Regions from separate parts of the Arachis hypogaea genome. Here region 2 is linked to region 1. The links are chromatin contacts, called in public Hi-C maps. All regions are on one chromosome and are shown on one strand. The core of a region is the stretch at or near the end of the contact, and the rest is flanking DNA. Distances in the headings are between cores, read along the strand shown. Region 1 holds the start of LOC112773233 (transcription factor MYB102). Region 2 holds the start of LOC112769000 (diacylglycerol kinase 5).

Region 1 (5,649 bases), core at 2,161-4,660:
TCTTTTTTGGACATACATAGATTCTCTCTCAAACTAATCCTGTAATTAAGTTTATAACAAGAAAGACAAATGAACTCACCTAATAAGAACTTCTTTGGGTTTAAATCTTGTGCATAAATATTTTTTTCTAATTTGCTTTATGTAATTATGTTGAAATTTTTTTGGAACAATCAATATTAAATTTTATTAAATCATAGAAGCTTACAATGTTATGAAATTACATATCCAAAAATTTTAAACTAATAAAAAAATCTGTTAGATATATATAAATATATAATTATTTATGTATATTTTTTAAATTTTGGAACAAGTGATTTTATAACACGATATCACAGTTTTTATAATCAAAAAATCTAAAATTCGATCTTTATTGAATTCTAAAAAAAATTCAGCATAAAACATAAACAAAAAATTATATAAAAATTCATGCAAAGTCAAAAGACTATGTGTGATAAATAATTATTTCACTAATAATTGCAACTAATAATAATATGTATGGCTCAAGTTAAAGCCTTTGCAAAGCCTGAATTTAGGATTATTTTTAAGGAGAAAAGGTGATTAGTTAAAGGGGAAAAAAGCCCTTTCTGTTTAAAATATAGTATAAGCAATGCAATAATAGAAGACTCACTATTATTAAAACAAATTTGCATTTAGAATTTCAAGTTACTTAAACGGAGCATATAATATTATGTACAGGTACCAATTATCACCTATGACTTATGGACGATCTTATTAACTTAAAAATTTTATATTTTTTCGTTTATACTTGACGCTATTATGCATTCTTCAACATGAGAACAGATAATCAATAATAATGGCTGTTCTATATAGATTATTATTCTGTGCAAGCAAGGCCAAAAAGAAGCCACCATTTCTCCAGTAATGAAGCACATCAAAAGGACTTCACAACGAGCAAGCAATTAATAGATCGTATGAGATCTCCGACTGTTAATATAATAATGTCATCTTTTTTAGGAAGAAAAATAAAGAAAAAGAAAAAAGTGAGAAGAAAATAATGAAACTAACACATAGCATTTGACTTGCAAATCCCACATTAAGTTAGATGAAAGGTTGATGGATTTTTGCACCTGATTTTCAAATGGCTTTTTTGAATGTGTGGTCACGAAGCATAAACTCATCATGGATCAATAATCTTCACCTTGCTTGTTGCAAACCGCAGAACACAGATGTCAACAGTTTATAGAAGCGTTGACTTCACTCTTTGGAATCAGAAAGACACCTGTCTCATATATAATATATTTGCTCTCTAACAAGCGGGAGTGGATCCTCTCCAGTAAAAAAAAATTAGATGGTGTCAATTGTGATCTCTCACTCTTTAATACTTTCTCTCATATTTAATTCTGGCCCTACTTATAAAGTTAATAATGAGAAATTACACTCCATTTTCTCACATGTTAAAAAAATTGGAGATGATCCATTTTGGTAACAAGCTCTCTTCCAAGAAATATTGGCCACACATTCCTCGACATTTGTATAAGAAGTGACACATCATTTAGTTATCAGCCCAATGATTTGTTTGGAAAAAAAAAGTTTTAATCATTTCTAAAACACCGCGGGCTTTTTATATTTTTTATAAATTTAATTTTAATATATTAGCTAGTGATGTAAAAGTTTTTTTTAAAAAAATTATTAGAGTAATCAAAAGTTTTTTTAAGTTGTTAATATGTAGTTAATAATATATTTTTACCCGTACTTGTTTTTTAACAAGAAAAGGAATATAAAATATTTTTAGTTAGTTAATATTTTTATTTTTTAAATTGCCTATAAAACTGTCCGCTATGTAATATGACTCAATTTTACACTATCATCAGTTATTACTAATTTATTATTTAAATAACTTTTTAAATAATTGATATAGAAGATATTTATTTTTATAAAAATATTATTTATATATTAAATTTAGCTATTAAAATTAATTTTTATGTATTTATATATAAATACATATATTATTTAATTTATTTTTAATATATATTTTATATTTTAATATATATTTTATACTAATAACTAATTTTAATAACACGCATAAGCTATAAAATATGCATAAAACGAAATGAGATGATAAATTTATAAATCGCAGTGAAATTAAAAATATAATTCTTATTTTGACACCAAATAAGTTAATGTGCTCCGATCGCGATTAGGATATCATTAGGATCTAAACCCATATGTTTATAGATTATATGTCAATGATTTGGCCTATGAAAAAAAAGAAAAGGGTAAAATTTCAAATCTATTCAAGAATGATATACTATGATACAACCTATTAGGCTTGGTATTATGCAATTAATAAAATAATTTGATAGCATAGATTTAAATCATATAAACATTTATCTATTATGATTGAAATTTATACTTTAATGCGCATATGATACCTATTTAAGAAGTTTCCTATCTTGAGTGACCGACTGGTGTAATGTAAAAACTTGGCAATCAAAGAAGAGGTAACGGTAATGTATAGGATAAGTTAGAACCTTACAACTTATAAGACGTGACATTAGCGTGTAGAGAAATTCAAAATGAAAGCTCAGAAGGGTGAAAAATGTAACCCTACTAAAACCAAGTAGTAAGTTATGTAACAGAAAAACACATTTTCTCCAATGTTGATAAGGGAACTTAACAACCTTACCGTCCATTGCAGCACAGGATGAATCTAAAAGACTAAAACCAAGGTCAAACTCAAAAACTTTCTCATCATGCAAGAAGAGTCAGCTCCATCCCTTGTCTTCATTCCTTGTTTTATATACAACCAATGTTGATTGTTCAAGTTTACATTCGTATATGTATACTATATATTCATTAAAAAAATATTATTTATATATTAAAATTAATTATTAATATATTTATTTATAAATACATGTATAGTTTAATTTATTTTTTAATATATATTTATATTTTAACATATATTTTATATTAATAATTAATTTTGATAACTGATTTTAGTGTGTATATAATATGAATGATTAATTAATTACTAATATACTGAACAAGACTACTTTAGGTAGATTTTATTCCAATTATTCTATAGGTATTAGTATATATGTACGTCTTTACTACCCTTTTTAACACTTACAAAAATATATTTACCAATTACTAATTAATACGGTAAAATTACAAGATAAGATCGAATTAATTAGCCAGTGCATATATTTTGTCATCATTAGTAGGGTGTTTGATGAGTTAAATTAATGACTTTGAAAAATTAGTTCGCCACTGAATATATGCATATACGTATGGATATAGCATATACGTAGAAACGCAAAATGAATGTATAGAGACTAGAGAGTACGTGGCAGTAGGGCGGCGCCAAATCATGTTGACTTCAAACATAAAAGAAACCCCTGCTTTTTCCTCTTGTGCTATAAAAACACATAGCCAAGTGTTCCTTTTCACTAGAATCTTCATTATTCCACACACCCTACATACCCTTTTGAAATACTAAATTAATATTCTTGTGCTTGTTAGCTACCACAATGGGAAGAGTACCTTGTTGTGACAAGAATAATGGACTCAAGAGAGGTCCATGGACACCAGAGGAAGATCTCAAGCTTGTCCACTACATCCAGAAACATGGACCTGGAAACTGGAGATCCCTCCCCAAGAATGCCGGTAAGTTTATTTATTATAATATTCTTTTATTTCACTTTCTTTTAATTCATGTAGATTAAAAAAATCATAATCATAGGTCTGCAAAGATGTGGCAAGAGTTGCCGCCTTAGATGGACAAATTACCTAAGACCTGATATCAAGAGAGGAAGATTCTCCTTTGAAGAAGAAGAAACCATCATCCAGCTTCACAGCTTCATGGGGAACAAGTAAGCCTTAGAACAACACGTATTATGTTAAACAGTTTAGTCAAATATATCAGACAGTAATAATGTTTCTGCGTTTAGGTGGTCTGCAATAGCTGCGCGATTGCCAGGAAGAACGGACAATGAGATAAAGAACTACTGGAACACACACATAAGGAAAAGGCTGCTAAGAATGGGGATTGATCCGGTTACTCATGCGCCGCGACTCGATCTACTGGACATGTCCTCTGTATTAAGATCAGCTTTAGGGAACCCCTCATCAATTCTGAATCTGCAAGGCTTGTTGGTCAACCCTGAATTGCTGAAGCTTGTAGCCACTGCATCCCTATTATCTCATCAGACTCAGAATCTACCACAACTGATCAATGCTGGGGCGAATTCCGATTCTCAACAACTACTGAATCATCAGTTTCAGATACCAAATCAAACCACCAATGTGATTGACTTGGTGAGTAATAATAATTGTAACGCGATGAATAATTCATTTGCTACTACTCCTTCTTCATATCTTGGGGAGAATTTGAATGTGTCTCAGCAAAACCAAGTTGATTTGTTAGAGAATGAATTGTTACAGTACATAAACAATGGTAGTAGTGATCAAAACATGGGGTATGAATCGGTTATGTCGACGCCTCTGTCGACCCCAACAACAACGCCTTTGACTTCATCATCAACTTATGTGAATAGCAGCAACACAGAACAGGAAGAGAGGGACACCTATTGCAGTGAGCTTTTCAAATTAGAGATTCCAGAGAGTCTTGATATTAATGACTTCTTGTAAATATATATATCTACTTTAAAGTAGTTTGCAATTTTCTTTTTCCTTTTGTTGTAATATTTGATTTTGGACCATACAGAATTTGTACTTTGGTTGTTATTTTAATTCTTTGTTTTCTTCAATTTCCAGTTGTCAATACCTGTGTTGATAACAAATGTCTTTATTTTATAAACAGCTTCTCTTTTTTGCAATCTCTAGTTTTTTTTCCCCCATAGATTTTCCCTAGCTAGTTACTAATTATGTATATAATAGAATAATAGTTATTATTATTGTATCTTTGCAATTTTCATAATAAGCACTTTCTTTTTATGAGTCAATTTCTAAGTTAAACTTTTCTCACCTAATAAAGGAGAAAAAAGGTATATTAGATGGTAACGGAATCTTGTATAAGGGAATGTTATAAATTATTAACAATACTAGGTGGATATTAAAATTAGCCACTAAAATTAATTATTAATATAAAATATATGTTATAATATAAAATATATATTAAAAATAAATTAAATAATATATATTTATACACAAATATATAATGATTAATTTTAATATATAAATAGTGTTTTTGATAAAAATTTATATAATACAACTTATTATCAAAGAAAACTATCAACAATCTTGCTCCACCATTAGTTGGAGGAATAATTATTTGAACCCAAAATTAAACTTTGTTTCAATATAAAGACAACAAACAGACAATTTACAATTTAATTTTCTTGAAGTTTTTCATAATTACTTCATATACTCATAGAAAATAGAAGCAACTTAGATGTAGAGGTGATAAAGTGGGTATAGTCCTCTTTCTTTTTTCATTTTGTTCTATTCTATCAAAGTTTAACTAAATATGAGGTAGACTACTCTGCCCTATTAAATAAAGTGGATTTAAAATATTATCTCATTCTGTTTTATGACAAATTGACGGATCAACGGGTCGGATTATCGCGTTTAACATTCTCTTTTAAAAAATTAATTAAAAAATAATAATTAAAAAATAAATATAAATAAAAAATAGTCAAATTATAATATATTTTTTTATTTTTTTTT
Region 2 (5,649 bases), core at 2,236-4,735, 140 kb before region 1:
GCGTATGTAGTCTGTCATGATTCATGAATATTGAAATCAGAACAAAAAGCGGATGAAAAAATGACTGGTACAAAACTGTCCAGGTTTTCCATTCAATAAAAGATTGAAAAGTTCAAAGTCAAACAAGCAATGGTGTTATCCATTAATCTTCTGCAAGATGCTTTTATGAATTTTACTACTGCAGAAACACTAGTATACCTGATTAACCAACTGATTTTTGAATTTTTCAGGATGCAACTTTCGTTCAGAATGAAAAGCATAAGATATTTGAGCATCCATTCCTGTAGTCATGAATCATAGACATTTTTAATAAATGTTTCAATAAGATGAACTGATGGAACAAAAAGATGTTCCCCGATATAATTTATGATCTAAGACATTCTAAATGACTATTAAAAAAATAAATAAATAAGGTGGGAAATGTAAACATGTAATTGCCATTTAATAATTTCTGCATTGCTTTTTTGTAATTTGATATTTAGAAATGCTTAACCTAGATCAAAGGATCTACCAACTGACTCTTCCATGAGAAAAATAGAAATTCCATACTTTGAAATTTAAAGTTCAAGTATGGTACAACTCGGGAAAATTATGCTTACCCATGCTGAAGTAATTCCAAAATCCCCCACGAAAAGTATGGTAACCTTCCTGAGGAGCAGTAATCACACAAGGAAGTGCAGTGAGTAGGAAAAAAGCTAACTCTATAGATATTCAAACTAAAAATCTTGCCAGTTTTTATTATCTAAAACAGTTAAACTCCATAAGTCAAAAACAGCAATCAAATATGCAGAGGTTTTGTTGAACTGGTCTTAGGAAAACCAAAGTTCATTCCCAAGTTCAGAACAAAACAGCAATTCATGCCCATAGTCGGTGTAACTGTAATAATAAACCCTCCTGTCTCAACTGGTATTTTCTTAAATAAATTGTCAAGTAAAATGGATAACCCAAATTCAAGTCAAATCAGACTGTAGCATATGAAGCAAAGCATATTTCCTTGAAATTCCTATAGTTGCACCATGAACCTGATTAAAAGTGTACATAGTCAAAGGTACATATCTTACAATATTTTGTTCATCTGTCTCGGATACGCGATGGAAGGCATGCAAAGAATGCGGTAACTCAAGAGGTGCAATCGGATCACAGGGACCTTCTTTTGGAATCCTCATTCGCATAAGAATGTGCCAACTGATGGTTAAGAAAAACAAAGAACAACCATCAGGAATCTTAAACAACATGTAGCCCTTAAATATTCATTGTATATTTGCTCTGGATTAAGGAGCACAAGAACCGGAGTTGGGGAATCATGACAGATAAAATCAAACTCAATGTCCAAACAATAAACAACTCAAACCTACTAAAACAGAGATACTAATAACACTTTTCAAACAACAGCAAGCAAGACAGCTTAAGAACAGCATTAGATGTAAACACAAAACATAATATTTTTAAATGGTAAAAATGTATCTTTTAATTTAAAAAAAAAAATTGATTTATTTTTATCCCACAAGAAAGACAAACAAATGGGTGGCAGCATAACAAAACATATCGAATTACAAAAAAATAAAAATAAAAGGAAAAGAAGAATAGGACCAAAATTCATTACTTGTCTATTTTCATTGATTTAGCCTTCATTACTTGATCTAAAAATGACTTCACTGAATGCTCGTTTGTTCCTGGGTTCTTCTTTCCCTGTAATAAAGCAGCAGAAATTATGAGTCCCTTCAATTTTTTTTTTCACGATTCTGATGGACAATTTATCATCACAATTCTCAGTGAAGATAGGTGCTCATGGTGCACTTAGTTGGATTATGCTCATACAATTAATAAATTGTTATTTCAACTAAACAAATATGATAATATTGTAGGTCCTAGGTGAAATGTCGCTCTTAGTGTCAAGACTAAAGTATAGTCCACCTAAAGCTTTCTCCAACTTCTACTCAGAATTGAAGGGCCTTGTGTAAACCCCAATTCTTTATATATACATGGGAACCAAAATAATTCAAGAGTTAACTTAATCAGCATAAAATGATAGCTCCTTAAAACCCATTATATGTGAAAATGTAGCTATTGAACCATGAATTCATGGTAGAGTCAGAGATAATAATGCCCTACTTGTACTTCAATAAAAGCCCCCCAAAATGAAGCGTGATTTCTTACCCAGCCAAAAGCAAAAGGTAGGTTATTCCCTGTGCCCAAAGGAACCGTGGCTATTGGTGGCGGATGGGACAATTTGAGATCACAAACAACTCCAAGTAGCCAGCCCGCTGTTCCATCACCCCCAGCAACCTGAAATGCATATCAAATGTCACTGACGTCAGAAACTCATAAGATCAAGGACATCAAATTGTCAGAAACTCAAAAATTTTGGAGTTGATGATTGTTTAAAGATGAATTGATCAGGATCAAAGAGAATATCAACTCACAATTAATCTCAGACTTTCCATAATCCTTGTAGCAAGTTGATCACCTTGAACCTTGAGTCTCTCCAAGTTAGCATAGACTCTGCTCAGTACCTTCTCGGGAGCTTCTTCTCCTAAATCAAAAACCTGAAAATTCACACGCCCTGCTCAGTCTCTCACACACACAAAATCAAAGTCTCAAAATTTCTGCAAAAGGTGCCATCAAAATTTCTGTCCACAAATGCAATTGCAGCCACAATATTATTATTGATTTATTGTAGAGGTTTCCAACACTGTATTACAGCATAGAGCCCCCTAGATCAGTCATATTTTTTCGGCAATTTTACCCAATATTAATATTCAATAAATCACAAAGAAACAGTAACCGTAACCGGCAACGGCAATCAAAATAATGTCTACTAAGGCACCTGTTTTTCGTTGAGAAGAGCACGGTACGTTTTCAATAGGTCCCCTCCTAGCTGGCCACCGCTTTTGGAGTTCGCAAAAACAAGCACCGGGCACTCAGGTCCATTGCCACGGGCGATCTGGCTGCTCTCAGCCGCAGACTCCGGCACGAGCACGTAACTCGGGATCCAAAAGTTCTTCAAGAATTCGGAGTCGCGAGAAGCCATTGCTATAGTCAGCTTCCACTCACAGTATCGCGCTTTCCTCGAGCTTAGTAATTTGCTAACAACAAAGGATAACAAATTTTGAAGTCAAAATTGTCAAAATTTAAATGCAAGGTGACGTTGATCAGAAAGAGAGTATAGAGAATTCCATTTGAGAGCATAGCGAATGAAGTTGAATTGTGTATGTTCAGTGAAAAGGAAATGAAAACGAAGATGAATAATTTACCTGGTGGAAGGTGATGCGGATCACGGTGAAGATCTGAGAGCGTGAAAAGGATGCAGAAGATTCAGACAAGAGAGGAAGGTGACAACTGAACACGATAAGCGTCAAATAAAAAGAAAAGCGAGTTGACTCGGCGCGTTTGACGAGTCAGAGATAAAGGAGGCCAAAAAGACCCAATGGCGAACTGCAGTCACATTCGCCGCGGGTCCATGTGTTTGTGTTGGGATATTTCTCAATTCTCGACTTGTATCTTAGAATATTTATTTACTATTCTAGAAGATATCATTCATGGCGTCTTAGAACTTTCAAATGCGAATTTTCATTTCAAGAAATACTGCATTATGTTTTAATTTAATGATTTATTGCTAATAGGCACATGGATCAAATTAATGAAGAACAGCTTAGATGTTACTTAACAACAGCACAAAACTACGGTATTTTATCTATTATTTACTCAACTAAATTCAATGGATCAAACCAATCAAGTGTAATTTACACAATTTATTCTCCTATGAGTTTCCTTAGTAATATATTATAGCATATACGTATCCGCATGATGCACAAAAAAGTATTTATTTTTCTATATTTATATTTAAAATATATACTTTTAAAATAAATTATTTATAAATATATTATTTTATATAAAATAATTATATATATTTTTTGTTATTTATACTAATCCTAAATAACTTATAAAAAGTATTATATGCAATAAATAAATAACTCAATATCTATAAAAAAATAAAATAAAATATTTTAAAGTGGATTTTATATATATTCACTAAATACTATCAAATTAATAATAAAAATAATAATATATTAATTTGAGTTGTAAAAATAAACTTTTTTTTCAGAAACTCTCTAGCTTGAATAAAAAACAATTAAGGTATGTCTCAAAAATGCAAGCAATCCTCATGCCAGCAGTTAAGTTTTGCCATTACTTGTTGTGCTACAAGTTTATGATTCGCACCGATCACAAGAGCATTAAGGAGATACAAGCTTAAATTATACAAACACCAGAATAATAACTATGGCTTTCGAAGTTGTTGTGCTATGATTTTACTATATATAAAATATAAGAAAGGGAGCGAGAACGAGGAAGCGGATGCCTTGTCAAGATCATTCCTCTTCCTCAGTGATAAATTGTTCCTTCCTAGTTCCTACCTCAATTACGAGAGGAACTCAAGACATATATACCAGCAGATGAGTTCACTAAAGCTCAAATTCAGTCAGGTATCTCCTATAGCGACAAGACTTATTATGGTTAAGACAATTATGCGAGAGTATCACGATTTCTTACTTGGAGGACATGCTGGATATCAAAGAATTTTAATAATGATATCAGCACAATTTTATTGGAAGCGTATGGCCAAATCAATTAAGAATTATGTTGCCGCTGGTACCACTTGTCAACGAGTAAAATATAGTACTCAGCTACCAGCGGAATTGCTGGAACCGCTCCCCTTCCCATCTCATATTTGGCAGGATATTTCAATGGATTTTATTATTGGGTCTGTTATCCTGGTGGTGGTGGATCCCTTGTCGAAGGTCACTCATTTTATTTTCTTGCCGGCGGATTTTACTGCCCATAAAGTTGTGAAGGCATTTGTTCGAAACGTGGTGAGCGTACATGGCATTCCTCAAACCATTGTCTCGGGACAGAGATAAAGTGTTTACCAGTGAATTTTAGGAACAATGTTGTGGCAAGCAAGAGATCCTATTGGCTCGGAACTCTGTATCACCTAGAAACTGATGGACAGACTAAGAGCTTCAATCGTTGTTTAGAAATGTACTTACGCTGCTATACTCAAGAGAACTCCTGCGATAGATACCATCTCTTTTTTTGGGCAACTTATAATTACAATACGTCCTATCATTCGGCAATTGGAATGTCCCGGCCCCTTCAAAGCTATTTTTGGTAGGGATCCCTTCTCTCTAATTCATTATGAGCCTTCTGAAACTGATACTCCAGCAGTTCAAAAGCATTTACAGCAGTGAGATAAGATTTTAGCAGCCCTCAAGATAAACCTCCAACGAGCTCAACTACACAAAAAGTGGAATTCAATGTCGAAGACTATGTTTTTTGTAAAACTGCAACCTTATCGTCAACAATCAGTGGCATTATGGAAGAATCAAAAGCTTGGCACGAGATATTTTGGGACAGATTAACAAAGTTGTTTATCGACTACAACTGCCACCAGAGTAAAGATACACCCCGTTTTTCATGTATCATTACTGAAGAAGTGTAAAGGAGAACCAGGAGCTATTAATATTCCTATGTCATTGCTCCTGGATGAGCCGGGTATGAAAGTACAACCACAACTTATTTTGGGATGCAAAATGGTGAAGAAGCACGACTGTTGGCAGGAAGAAGTCCTTATCAAATAGCAAGGCTTAT

Evidence for each region. Hi-C and Micro-C count contacts between places; a contact is called where the count stands out from the background.
Region 2: a Hi-C map of an unstated tissue shows a contact between it and region 1, with 4 times the contacts expected there. The contact joins the promoter of LOC112769000 here to the promoter of LOC112773233 in region 1. A contact is called at or near these places in 4 of 8 Hi-C or Micro-C datasets (leaf and an unstated tissue).

Annotation. Positions count from the first base shown.
Region 1 is chr18:9,396,649-9,402,297 of arahy.Tifrunner.gnm2.J5K5, reverse strand. LOC112773233 (transcription factor MYB102) reads left to right here and starts at 3,410. Exons shown (of 3, transcript XM_025818302.3): 1 at 3,410-3,627; 2 at 3,704-3,833; 3 at 3,912-4,799. The coding sequence starts at 3,492. The coding sequence ends at 4,611.
Region 2 is chr18:9,536,852-9,542,500 of arahy.Tifrunner.gnm2.J5K5, reverse strand. LOC112769000 (diacylglycerol kinase 5) reads right to left here and starts at 3,485. Exons shown (of 15, transcript XR_011876700.1): 1 at 3,255-3,485; 2 at 2,828-3,086; 3 at 2,424-2,546; 4 at 2,158-2,286; 5 at 1,604-1,689; 6 at 1,062-1,185; 7 at 600-648; 8 at 199-281; 9 at 1-11.